Regions from separate parts of the Mus musculus genome. Here regions 1 and 2 are each linked to region 3. Evidence: chromatin contacts called from public HiChIP or PLAC-seq and promoter capture Hi-C data. All regions are on one chromosome and are shown on one strand. The core of a region is the stretch at or near the end of the contact, and the rest is flanking DNA. Distances in the headings are between cores, read along the strand shown.

Region 1 (4,325 bases), core at 72-2,571, 370 kb before region 3:
ATGGGTCTTCCTATCACTTTGAAATCCTGAACATTGAAGTGTGTACAAGAATAAAACGACTCCTTCCAACCATGTCTTGCTTGCTGATGCTGCTGTCCAGACGGGATTTCCATAGAAAACAGTGTCCATCTGTGTGCTTTGCTGGGACTCAAGACATCAGCCTGAAAAGGGAAATTGTAAGGCCGGCAAGCCCATTTTTCCCTCCCTCCTCCCTCCCTCCCAACCCCACAGGCATGTGATTAGGAACTGGGTTGTGTTTTAGGGAGTCATTGCTGGTGTGTGTGTGGGGGGGTGGGGGGTGATAGCAGATTCTTCAAAATAAGGCTCAGAGTAAATCCTCCAGGAACTTTCCCCTGGACACTTATCCTCCTATAGCTCCTGTGTCTGTCTGTCTGTCTCGTCCAGGTCATAGGTTAAAGTTTTACATACCAGCAGACACACACACACACACACACACACACACACACACACGCACACACACACACACATTTTATAGCTCCTGTGTCTGTCTGTCTGTCTCGTCCAGGTCATAGGTTAAAGTTTTACATACCAGCAGACACACACACACACACACACACACACACACACACACGCACACACACACACACATTTTGATAGTATACCAATTTTAGTTCCATAGACTCCTTCTACTGTTCAGTAGTTAAAGGTGGTGATGGCAAGCAGCTCACTTTTCCTAGGGCACTCCCAAGGTCCCTGAGACACAGCATGTGGTCTCCAAAGGCTGACGGATGCCAGCACCTTAGGAAGCCAGCTATATCATTGGGCAGTGATCAGTTAACCCAGCAGCCCTTGGTCCTTCACGGTTTCCCCACCCTTTTTTGTTTTTTAATGGAGAGCCAGGGAACCTGCTTTCTTAGTTGCTGCACTGCTCAACTGGCCTTACCACGCTTGCATTCAGGGAAGGGGAGGGTTTTTATTTTGTGTGTATGGAGTAGGTAGGGGAAGCGTTCCTCCTGCTCATTCCTGTTTGCCAAGATCAGATTACTTTTCACTGACTGGAGCTGGCTGGCAGGAGGCCGCAGGGGGGAGGGGGGTAGCTTTAAATCTTTTATGTGTGTACACCTTGTGTGGCTGGGTGTGGAAAGCAGGAAAGGGGGGGGGGGGTTCCAAGTCGAGTGCAATTCCCATTCCATGGCTATTACCATGCCTGTAGGGTTGGCAGGTCTTAGAGTTTAGCTAGTTGGCAAATAGCTACAACACACAATAGAGGCTCTCCCCTCCTTCCTTCCCTCCCTTCCTCTCTCTTTCCCTTCCTCCCTCCTCTCCACCCTTCCTCCCTCTCTGACTCTCCCTCTTCCTCTCTCCCTCTCTCTCCTCCCTCTCCTCTATCTTTTGAGCTTCCAAACACACACCTTCTTCCAGGCTGAAGCTGGGCTGGTCTCCCTAGGCACAGCAGCCACAACAATCCCGCAGTTCAAAGTTAGGCAGCAATTGCACAACTTCCAGCAACTCTCTCAGCCAGCTGCTAATGAGCTTGAAAGCAAGGAACATCTGAGGAGTTGAAAAGGAAGCCTCCAGCCTTCCTCCTTTCACCAGAGAGACCCAGACACCCCTCCCAGGGCCCAGATTACTTTGAGATAAGGACTGTGTTATTTGCTTGCCTTGCCGGACAGACCATGGCTCCCTTTGGAAGAAACTTACTGAAGACACGACATAAAAACAGGTAAAAAAAAAAAAAAAATGAGTGCGTGTGTGTGTGTGTGTGTGTGTGTGTGTGTGTGTGTGTGTGTGTGTGTTGGATTCAGTTCCCTAAGCCTTTGGTTCTGATGAGAACTGTTTGGCGAGTCGGTCGGGATCTAGAATGAAGACCCAGCTAGCTCTTCAGACCATAGGTCCTGTATTGACGATGGACGTATCCCGAACAAGGATCATGGGAAATCATGACTGATTTTTAACTCTCTTTTCCCTTTATGGCAGTCTGAGTACACTAACTAACACTAACATTTTCTCTTTACTTTGTCTTGAACTTTTGGGGAGAGAAGAATCACAAGATCTGGTTTAGTTTAAGCGTTGCATTAGAATATCTCTTTTTGAAAAAGCTTAAGAGTTTGGGAAAGATACAACTAGGATTTCTAATCACTTATTGAAAGGAAAAATTAAAAAAAAAAAGTACAACTGCTGATACAATCTGGAAACAATGCTTTGGTCCCCTCTAAGAGTGGAGCATTTCTAAAATCTGGAAAGTTCCCAATTGCGAACATTCCCAGAAGGAGCTCTTAATGGACTGTGTGTCTTTGAGAACTTTAGGTGGCTTAGGCGTTCAAAGAGGAGACAAGCAGCTATGTGCTTCACTTTATTATTGCCACTATACTTAGAGTTAATGCATGTACTCTGCATACTGAGAGAGAGAGAGAGATTGGAAGGGGGGATTTGGAATAATGGGATAATATCTATATATTTCACTACCATAACTAATTTACTTATACTCAAATATTACATTTTATGCAAACAATGAAATGATTATTTGAGACAGGATTTATTTTTTTAATATATCTGTTTTGGCAGATATAATAAAATGGGCTTTCCAGCCATTCTTCTCTCCTCTTCATTATGCCTGTTTGCGCTTGTCATCTTCTGCTTAGTGTAAATTTAAATGGATACAATTACAAGGTAGGAAATGATATAATTATTTTAAAGTGTCTGCCTGATAATACAGGAATACGACTTTAACGTGATTCTGCGCGCCTCTGTTTTGTACACGAATATCTACTTGATTTAGTTGATTGAATTTCTTTAAGAAACTACAAAAGCTATAGTATATACTGTGAAGCCGTCTTAATCACTTGTATGTGTTACTTGTGTGACAAATATGATAAATATTGTATTTTTTAAATCAGGATGCTTTATTACATGTTACGAGACAATGGTTTCAGTTCATTTTAATAGCTTGTGATAACCATTACAACTAGCTTCATGTATTAGTAGTGACAAGGTCTTTAATAATATTCCAGATAAACCAACTCCAGCTTCCCTGCCTCAATTCAGCTGTGGATTCTAGTTGGGTTACTACTGTAGCATTTTCATATTTCTTTAAACACTATGAAATTGTGTAAAAAGTATTTTGGGTTTATTGTTTTTTTTTTCTTTTTTTTTTTAACAAATTGTGCTTCTGCAACCAAATCCTGTCTTCGGAATTGTTGGTTGTGAAGAGTGCTTCACCAGTTTATGGATTTCATCACTTGTGTACCAAGAAGAGAGCACTAAAACCTTTGAATGCACCCCTGAATGTCCTTTATCAAACTCCATAGTCTGTTTCCATTGTGTTGCTTCTGTGACTGAGCCTTCTGGTCTAGCCATAAAACAAACACTCTCAGCAGGATACTTTAAACTCAAAAATTGTGATGAAGAGATAAGAACAGAAAAACTGGAAGTTTAACAGCATTTCAGGTAGCCCTTGAGAAAACAGAAAGCTGTTGCTAAGGGTCATGATTTATGAAGACCTCAATTTGAGGGTGTGAGCAAAGGCAGTAATGAGGAGGATGTGTGCAAGCTACTCCAGTGATTAATTGCTTCCTTTTACAGATTTTTTACTTTTTAGCCTCGAGTAAAAACAGAGGTGGGAGAAAGAAAGAAAGAGAGAGAGAGAGAGAGAGACAGAGAGAGAGAGAGAGACAGAGAGAGAGACAGAGAGACAGAGACAGAGACAGAGAGACAGAGAGAGAAAGAGACACAGAGAGAGAAACAGAGAGAGGGAGAGGAGAGAGAGAGAGAACAGCATAAGTCAATGACATAAAATTATGAGCATTTGAAACTGAGTATTAAAAATGTCATTTTGGGCCTTGAAATAATATGGCAGTATATATGAGGTCTTGTTGTTTGGGTTGGTCTGTATACCATCTCACAGAAAAACAACTAATGAAATGATTTCAGGGTTACTTTTATCCACTTCATTGACCAGGATCTATAGGGCTTAAGTAACCTCACCTGACCACCTAAATAACAGATCTGTTCACTAAATGATGAGGCAGTCAGATGCTTAACAGAGAATGTAATTGATAATAGTTATCTCATAGGAACTAACAAACCAACTAAAATGTATTCTGTAAGATACACATTTTGTGGGTTTATGAATATATATGTATAATTTGTAAAACAAAAAAGAATTAACATGTTGTTATGTTATCAAGATAGTGAAGAGAATGACGCTAGAAAGGCTTGCATCTTTTCAAAAGACAGAAAGACTGCTGAAAATTTGGGGAGGGGTTGTGATTATACAAATTTGAGAAGCTTGAATATTAATTTTCATTTTTGCATGTCTTTTTCACTTTTCCTTTTTTTTTTGTGGAGTAGTGTTATATCACCCA
Region 2 (4,545 bases), core at 1,853-4,352, 260 kb after region 3:
GGGAGGAAACAGAACAGCATCTGTGGAAGGATGTTCTGTGTTGAGCACTCTGGTAATCTGTAATAGTCTTCCAGCAGTAACTGAGCCCCATTGAGGCTCATTTGTGTGTTTATAAACGCTATGCTGAAATTATCAATCAGCACCTGGCTCCTTTCTGAGGTATCTGTGGCTTAAGGTACTATGAGATTTGGGAGATTTTGTTTGTTTGTTTGTCTGTTTTTACAAAAATTCACTATGTATTAGCAATGATCAATGCACAGACGTGCCATAGCACAGGGAGCATGTGTTGTATAAGCCATTCACATATCTGGAGAAATCTCAATATATGTCTAAGTCAATTTGAGAAGGTATAATTCCAGAAGCTTATATTACAAACTCAGTTTTGATTCACTACCTTAATGCCATTATTCTCACACAAAATATCATAAAAACGTAGTCATTGTGGATTTTTTTTTTAATGCCAGGGTCTCATATAGCCTAGGGTAGTCGCAAACATTTTGGATAGCCTTTAGCATCAACCTACTTGCCTCTACCTTCTGTGGGGATTTCAACCATACACAAATACGCACAGTTTTGTGAGCTGTTGGCTTCTGGCCCCAAGGCTTCTTGAGAATAAAACAAAGATTCCTCATGCTGACCAACTGTGTTCGCTACTTTTATATTGTTGTAATAAGACACCAAGACCAAAAGCAACTTAAGAAAGACAGGGTTTATTTTAGCTTATGGTTCCTAAGGGATAAGACCTCATTAGTGCAGACCAGAGTCATGGCAATCAACAGTGGCCATGGTCACAGGGGCAGGGTACTGGGAGCTCACATCTTGAACCAAATGCACAACACGGAGAGGCAAGATTTAAAAACCTCCTCTCCCTACGTGAGTTCTCTACACCCTAAACATCTCCAAACAGTGTTATCAACTGGGGATCAAGGGTTCCAATGCCTGAGACTGTGGGGACACTTCTGACTCAAACTGCTACAGTCAATTCCCTAGGCATAGTGTTATGTCTAGATATCATTTGAAATTAATACATTCAACTTCAAATGTTTTCACAGGTTTTTACAGTTCTAATACTGCTTGAAAGTTCAAAGTCTCTTCTGTTGATTCAAGGCAATCTCTTAATTGCAACCTTTTGTAAAATAAAAACACAAATTACATACTTCCATCATACAATGACATAGAAATATATGTGTGAATATATATATATATATATATATATATGTATGTATGTATGTATTTAGAAATATATATATATATATATATTTCTAAAAAGGAAGACTGGGGGCATAGCAAAGTAATACTAGCAAGACTGGATCCAAGCAAGGCAAACACCAAATCCTACAGCTTCATGTCTGCTGTTCAGTACTTTCATTTCAAAGGGCTAGGTAGATCTTTCCCTGCAGCTTTGCCCCCTGCAACATACATCTGTCTCTGGATGGCTCTGTTCCCATGGCTCCATTCCCTACACATAGCCCTTCTTGGCAGATAGTCCACAGCCAATATCTTAGAGCATCCTCTGAAGTCAGACTCACTCTAATACATTCACACAATGGTCTTCCCACCCCCCCCCCTTTTCAGGGTCTTCATATAGGAACTCCTTTGTCACATTCTTAGCATGAGACCATGGAGTGAAAATCCAGACTCTCTTGTGTCCATCATGTCTCTAAGACCAGCACCACTGGGAAAACACTGCTAAGTTTGGATTGGGATGGACTCTGGCCTCTTGAACCACATTAACACCAATATTTGTTTGCATATACAAGTACTAATTTAAATTTAACTTCCCAAATATAAATCTGCAATTTACTAAAGATCCACAAAGCCAAAAATACATAATTTTCAATGTTTATTCATAACTTTAATGTTGAATCAGGTGCCAGATATGTTAGTGGATTCTGGAAATTTTATAGGTAGAGAGACTCAACTGCTTTATAATTCAGAGTGAATTCTATTATTGTTTTTGAAGCACAACAGAGTAGTATTTGACTCAAATTCTTATTATTTCTAGACGTTTCGACATAAATAAAGTAAATCTTAAGTAAATCTCATTTTGCTCAGGTTTTGTCATTCTTGATCATTCTTGATCTCTCTTATTTAAAAATTCATTAGCTGTATTATTATTTTGGAAGCCCCTTTCCCACAACTCTTCATCCCCTTAAAGCACATAAAATGAGTGTGTTAAAATATTCTGCATTGCTTAATTCTAGGATATGATTTAATAATACAAAGTTGGCTTAAGCCTGTTTTATTGAAAGTAAAGCTAGCAACTACCCACTGAACAAGAATCATATACTTGATACATTCAGGAATTAAAAGAGCTGGTGAATCATTTTGATCCTTCTGTGTCACTCTTTCTTCAAAAAATATAGACCTGCTTTCACCTTTTTTTAATTATAAAAGCAAGTCCAACATGTATAAATTTGATATACAGATAGAAACATGCATTCTACACTTTCTACCCTTAGATTTTGCCAGCGTCTATGCACCCAAGTCTCTCCACTTAGAGCTTCTAAGGCGTGCTAGGCATCAAAACCAGCCACCCACTCCCTTTCCCTAGCCTGCTCATCTAGTCTTACTTCCAAATATGCTCGCTCCCCTCAGGTTATTGACCCAGCATGTTTTCAATAGACTTGGGCCTCTCGCCTTACATACGGTGTTCTTTATGGCGGTTCTGAATCTTAAACTTCCCTCAGTATCTGATAACTCCAGTTCTGGTCACCAAATTCTGAAATCTCTTTTGCGTGGAGGAGGACAGCAAAACAAACTGACAGACAATACACGGAACAGGACTAGTCACTACTGTTTTAGCTGATGTCAATCACAAGGAGAGAAAATTACTTACTAGGTAAAACAAAAACAACCCAGATCCAAATGTCAACTAAGTAAACAATAATAAAGTCACAAAATTTTAGACTGCCTATCAAGACCACCAAGCAATTCCTCTACCATCTTTCCATTCTTCCCTCTTCAGCTTCTCTTTATCTTTTTTCTATGCAAATAATATTTAGTAACAAAGAAGTAAGATGAAATAAACCAGGCTTGCTTCGGAGGCCTGCAATCTCAGCTAGGCAAGACACTGGATCCTGCTGCTCTTCAAAGCAGACAGCCTGATTTATACCAGCAGGTTTCATCAGCACTGGGGTTTCCCTAACCTCTGTCCACAAACTTTGCTCCCTTGTTGCTCCTCAACTCTGTTTCTTGATTAACCAGTTTCTTCGGCAGTTTTTATTCCCCATCTCTTGGCAATTTATTCCATCACCCACCGCTGTCTGAAATCGGTGGACTTTCTGCCTCTGCCATGTTTTCATTTTTGCATTAAATAGATATTTTCAATTCATATTTCTTGGCCAATACAAACATATAAAAATACGAACGGGAAATATGAAGTATTTTCTCTTGATCAGCCATGACTGGTATTTAATGTTCCTCTACTCTGTATGAATGCTAGGCCTCCTTGAGGACAGCTCTGTTAGAATGCAGAATAGAGTCGACTCCATTTTCTTACCAGATCCTGTCTCTGATATCCATCCTGACACCCTCAGCCAACAGAACTAGCGATTCTTACAGTACTTTTGTGGACAATGCTGCCCTCTCATGGCTTCCAATTTTCACGTTGGCAAACTTTCTGTATAAGATGTGCTTAGTATCCCCATTAATATGTTAACTCTCCTAAGTAAACATTTTCAGGTTTAGCGGAGTGTAGATATTTAAGTAAATACTTAAGATTTGTTTTAGAACATCAGTGGCTAAAATTTTAAATCATGGTTATTTTCAAGTAAATTAATGACACCTCACCATGAAAACTGGAAAGGTAAAATGGCTTGATTAAATTTTAATTTCTAAAAGAAATCCCATCACAATCTGAGTAAATTATCATCAAATAATTTACTCTGAGATGAACATAACATAAGTGCCATGAACATAATAGAAGATAAATAAAATAAAATATAAATAAATTCACTCAGGATGCTCTCTCTCTCTCTCTCTCTCTCTCTCTCTCTCTCTCTCTCTCTCTCTCTCCCTCCCTCCCTCCCTCCTCTCTCTTTCTTCTCATTTTTTTTTGAGGGGATGGGGTGTCCAAGACAGGGTTTCTCTAATCCACCTGTGTCTGCCTCCCAAGTGCTGGGATTAAGGGCGTGCGCCACCACTGCCTGGCTTATTCTCATTTTTAACCCTCTCTTATTCTAACTGATTTGTCTACTGTCTGGAGGGTATAGAGGAGAACCATGAGAACCATAAAAGGCTCATCAGTAAATTCTGTATTTAGGCAGTCAGATTTTAAAGTCAAATTGATTTTGTGTCTTTAATTTATTGATGTTAAAAAAAGAAAGAAAGAAAATCTACAACAAATCTGTGACAAAGTGATTTAAAATCCCCCCTCCCGCCCCCGTGGTAAATTGTCTATTGGGATTTTGCAGACAGTTGATGATCTCCATCTAAAACATCACAATTGTACAATTGTCACCTACGACTTTACCTAACACGTTATGCTTATTCAGCATTGCCAAAACATTAAGTTAAAAATGGAGTTACAAGTTTCACTGTGGG
Region 3 (4,765 bases), core at 943-3,442:
AATTTACTCACCCAATTACCATACCTAATTATTATTGAAGTAGTTAGATGCCATTGTCTTAATCAAATTATTTAGAAAATTTCATTACATTAGAAAATATCATTACTTTTTTACCGCCTTAAGAGAAGCATTATACAATGCTGAGGAGGCAAAAGTTTAAACCCCACCGGATATCATGGGGTTTGGTTTGTTTCCATGTTTGTCGTTGTGATGATTTAAAATTTGTTTTAAGTTTTTCAAAAACTATTTCGCAAATAATTATTTCAATTTATTAAACATGTTATGTTGTGTAATTTGAGAGGTATTAGAAGGGAATTCTGCCAAAAATACTTTTCCATCTGCGTGGATCATAACTCTCTGTCTCTCTTTTCATCTTTGTTGTCTTTGAGGATGCTTTGAACTTTAGAAGATAGCCTACTACTGAATACACAGGCACACAAAGACACACACAGACATACACAGACACACACATATAGATATAAATATAGACATAGAGATGGTGTAGATGTAGATGTAGACATAGATATAGATAGATATGGATATATCCATGAACTTTAGAAGATGTAGGAGTGACACAGAAGGAACAGGGCAGGGGAAGAGTACTGTAAAGACAGTTCTCGTGTGTGAAATTCTCAAAAAATTAATGAAGCCAATAAGAAAGAAACAGTGGTTGCATTTATCAGTTTCAGCTTTAGAGCTGTTTTTGGTAAACCCAAACAACATCAGCATTAGGGATTCTGTCTTCACAATGACAACAATAGCTAGTAGTGCATTCTGGCTGCACCAGTCATTTTACTCAGACTGATGACCTGTTAATTGCAAAAGACTAATTACTTCTTTACTGCCAACACATGTCTACCTGAAAGCCCCCTTTCTGTCTTAAGGAGGTCTTTTCTACCTGAAAGCGCTGTACAGTTCCAGCCTCCATTTGTAGAGCAAGAGAGAGAGTAAAACAATCACAGGACTCCATTACAGAAATGTAATGAAATTGTTAAACCAATAGAGAAAGACCTCACAGTGCTCTGTCTCCTGGGTGATCAGCACGGTTCATTAGACAAAGTAAAGAACAGCAGGTTTCTCCAAATCAGAGTTCCCCAATGTAAGAAAGCCAGACCTCCAAAAGACAATGATGAGTTTAGGCTTACAAGGCTCAGTCATTTAATCCTAGCACTTGGGAGGCAGCGGCAGGCAGATTTCTGAGTTCAAGGCTAGTCTGGTCTACAGAGTGAGTTCCAGAGCAGCCACATCTCCCCCGAAAACATATCCTGTCTCAAAAATCAAACAGAGCAAGAAAAGGCAATACTGATGTGAACTAACATTCCATACTGAGATTCCCTTTGAAAGATCTCCAATAAAATAAAGTGAATATAAGCCTCAAATTCATTGATGAGTATTCTATGAGTATTCTATGAATTGTTTGAGCATACACGCACAGGCACTTTCTTAGGGTAAATAAAACTTCACAAAGGCATTGCCTTGTAGATCACATTAATGATGTTTATTCGTTAGACACAAAGTAATGCGTATTTAGTCTCAATGCCTTCCAACAGAGATTCATCTTTCTTTTTTTAAATTGAAGTTCATAGAGTGAGTCATGCTGTGTTGTAGGTAATTGGCTGACGTAATATACCTATTCTGCTTTGTTGCACAGAAATTGTCCTGACAATTGGAGTCAATACACACATTCAAAAAAATAATTTTAGTCTTTATTTTTTTGAATTCCAGATTATTAGCTGTGTACCTTAAGTTTCTTTACGTTCCCGAATGTTGAATTATTTTTCAACAGCTCAGCAGGCTGCTTAAGAGAAAGCCAGAGCAGAGGTCTGAATGTCGTTTGACACTATAAATTAGTAATCTTATTAGAATTACAGTAGTTATGAATTAATCCACTCAAGTGATATATTTTAAATTAGATTTTCAGTTTCCGGCCTGAGAGTTGGCTTCAGTATTATGGCCTTCGTGCGCCCTCCAGTGGACAAATTTATATGGACTTTACAATTTAAAGACACTACTTAAACGTCCAGAATTCATTATTTAATATATAAACTCACGGACCATCTGGATGAAATCTCATCACGGGAGAACTTGCAGTTTTCATTTTCTCCCGGAGCCTGGGGATCCAGCAGGACTTGGTGCTGGCACCCTAGAGGAAACTCCTCCAAGCTTTTCTGCCTACAGCATATGGTTAGAATCAGGGGCTCGCCCAGCGCCAGCTTATGACAATGGGCGTGCATAGGAATAACATGCAAGCAATCAGTCGAGAGCTGGCTTTCATATTCTCCACTTGTAGAGAGTGTTTTTTACACCTAATGGAAAAGGTAGGTTAGGCAGGGCTAATATTTTACTCCCCAGTTAAGACAACAAGACTGCAGCTAAAGTGATGTGAACTGTCTCCAGTTCAGCTTCTGATTCCCAATACTTTAGCTCTTTGTCAGAAACACTTAATGAGCAGCAACAGCAGCAACAAAAAAAAAAAAAAAAAAAAATCCGTACTCGTTATGGTACATGCCAAACGGAAACATTCTCATTAAATAAATAGTCTTAATAGCACCGAATATCATTTTAGTTGAGGTAGAGCAAGCAGAGGACCACAATAAAAGATTATTAAAAAACAAACAAACAAACAAACAAAAAACTACACTATTTTTTCCAAGTGTTTTGGAAGAATCATGAGATATAATGTTTGTGCACAAACTTGTGCCTATAAGGGCACAGCTAAACATTCGATGATTATAATGCCATACAGCGTCCCGATGCTGTAAAATCAGGTCAAGACCGCATGTTCCAGACCTGTCCTTCGAATTGACACACGTGTTGTTTAGAAAATATGTTTGAGCAAATGATCTTAAGCTCCGCTTGCTCCGGTCAATGTTGCTGCAGCGCTCCAAGCACAACCCAGGCAGGTTGAGGTTTCTGTGGTCTGGTCTCCCCGCTCACAGTACCTATTACCAGGCTTAAAAAGGACTCCGAGGCACTAAGAAAAGTTCTCGGTACTCAATTCATTAGGGACTTTTTTTAAAATTTATTTGAACTCGAAGAGACTCAGCTGAAGAAAGCTTTACTTCTTTTTTTACCTGATACATGTATCCACTGCTTAGAGGAGCTGCTGGGCCCTCAGCTCTCAACTTTCCTGGCTTAACATTTTAAAAAGAAACCGAAAGATCAGAAGAAGGAAGAAGAGAAGAAGGAATGGGAAGGAGAAAGACAAAGAGTAGTAAAAATGATCCAGTGAATTTAATATTGGGGGAAACCTGCGCTTTGGCCATGGAAACTGATGATTAAACTTGCAAAAACATTTAACATTTATTTTTAAGGCTCTGGAAAAGACATGCAGCAGTTTTCTTTTTTGTTTTGTTTTGTTTTGTGTTTTTGTTTTTGTTTTTTTTTTTAAGTGAATGGATTGATTTATAGAGAAAGCTATAATACCAAGTGGTATTTGGGTGGATTTATTTCAACTTGTATTTGAAAGGAGGACGAATATTTATCATATATTTAACTTGTCTTATAATATTAGGGCAATGCCTTAACCAGACTAAAATGATTATAGTCTAAGGATCGTGTCTAACACGGTCCCCACCCAACAACCTCAACCTCAAGGGTACCAGAGTTCCAGACATAAATTTTAATTTCCTGACTTGTGAAGATGGATGTTAGTCCTGGTGTCCCTGCATATTTTTTTCCCATGTCTCTCTGTATTTCCTTGCATTCGACTATGTGGCTTATTCGCGCTACAGATTTTATAGGTTTAAATAATTTTCATATCACTCATGCTGGCCATCATTCAAAGAAAGGAAGAATTAACATCTTTTAACTTGAGATCATAAGACACAACTGCCTAAGAAGGCTGGAGGTCTCAGATGCCAGGCAGGCTGTTAAAATACAATGCTATTATCATCCTCTTGAACCCCAGACGTTATCAGTCTGCAAACGAAATCCAATCCTGAACATAAATTGCATTTCCTAAAAAAAACATAATCTTGCCTTAAGATACCAACCTCCCTGATTACAGGGAATGTCTGTGTTTACACATTTGTACATAGCATGCTGACTATATTAGTGATGTTAGGAAACAAACTGTGTGCCCCACAACAGACCTGCTGCAAGCACAGGGGAAGAGAAAGAAAAAGAAAGGTTGAAATCAGACTCCCGATCTCTAGCTCCTTTCAAATTCCTGGAGCACACAACACTAGCTTTGCTGCTGCGTGATGTACACGGGGGTATTTCTTCTAATGCAATCTGACTAAAAGTTTAAATGAGTTTAATGCATGAAATGTATAAATAAAATGTGGCCTTGATTAAATTTAGACTTAATACGTAACTTAAATGGGTAGCAACGATCAGTCCTGGTATCATGTGTCCAGACTATTTTGAGCTTTGCAACAAAAAAAAAAAAAAAAAAAAAAAAAAAGCAGTTTGGATTTTATCAGTGGGCATAGGACTCTTTGTATCAGAAGCACAATATATGTGCAAAGCTGTATTATATGACAACCCTAAAGGGAACAGTCACTGTTATTTAAACTTGTAAGGAAGAGACGATGCAAAAGACATTAGGAACTGAACACCCACATAATTCTAAAACATTGCTTAGCAAAGAACAATTCATATACGGGAAAGGGTTTGACTTGGAGTTCCTTCATGATGTCTCCTAATTTCAAGACCTGCAAAAATCATTTCATTTCCTAGCTGCTATGTTTTCTTCATTTGCACAAACGTATCAAAACCCATTTCTCGCCTTGTTGGAGTGTTCTCAGTGAGTGTGTGATAA

The links. Promoter capture Hi-C pulls out the DNA fragments that hold promoters and counts their contacts. HiChIP or PLAC-seq counts read pairs in DNA pulled down with a chosen protein or histone mark.
Region 1: a promoter capture Hi-C map of embryonic stem cells shows a contact between it and region 3, with 3 times the contacts expected there. The contact joins the promoter of Rassf9 here to the enhancer-like site in region 3. A contact is called at or near these places in 10 of 39 promoter capture datasets (the 3T3-L1 cell line, the C10 cell line, cranial neural crest and 5 more), 1 of 484 Hi-C or Micro-C datasets (cerebral cortex) and 1 of 9 other capture datasets (adipose tissue).
Region 2: a contact with region 3 is called in an H3K4me3 HiChIP or PLAC-seq map of craniofacial prominence, with 7 times the contacts expected there. The contact joins two enhancer-like sites. A contact is called at or near these places in 2 of 15 datasets of contacts at CTCF or cohesin (pro-B cells and stem cell-derived epiblast-like cells), 57 of 484 Hi-C or Micro-C datasets (the AML12 cell line, the C2C12 cell line, LSK cells and 33 more) and 3 of 115 datasets of contacts at active chromatin or transcription factors (astrocytes, a beta-TC-6 cell line and craniofacial prominence).

What each region holds. Positions count from the first base shown.
Region 1 is chr10:102,510,901-102,515,225 of GRCm38.p6, forward strand. Rassf9 (Ras association (RalGDS/AF-6) domain family (N-terminal) member 9) reads left to right here and starts at 1,322. Exons shown (of 2, transcript NM_146240.4): 1 at 1,322-1,684. The coding sequence starts at 1,638.
Region 2 is chr10:103,138,184-103,142,728 of GRCm38.p6, forward strand. The region is part of intron 22 of Lrriq1 (leucine-rich repeats and IQ motif containing 1); the gene reads right to left. Among named protein-coding and RNA genes, the nearest start is that of Gm25376, 19 kb to the left of the region's middle. Within about 2 kb of position 3,103, at least 6 of the 459 cell types and tissues checked have an H3K27ac peak or open chromatin away from gene starts, as enhancers often do. A contact at or near this core is called in craniofacial prominence, where this site is marked.
Region 3 is chr10:102,876,124-102,880,888 of GRCm38.p6, forward strand. No RefSeq gene overlaps it. Among named protein-coding and RNA genes, the nearest start is that of Alx1, 150 kb to the right of the region's middle. Within about 2 kb of position 2,193, at least 19 of the 459 cell types and tissues checked have an H3K27ac peak or open chromatin away from gene starts, as enhancers often do. A contact at or near this core is called in craniofacial prominence, where this site is marked.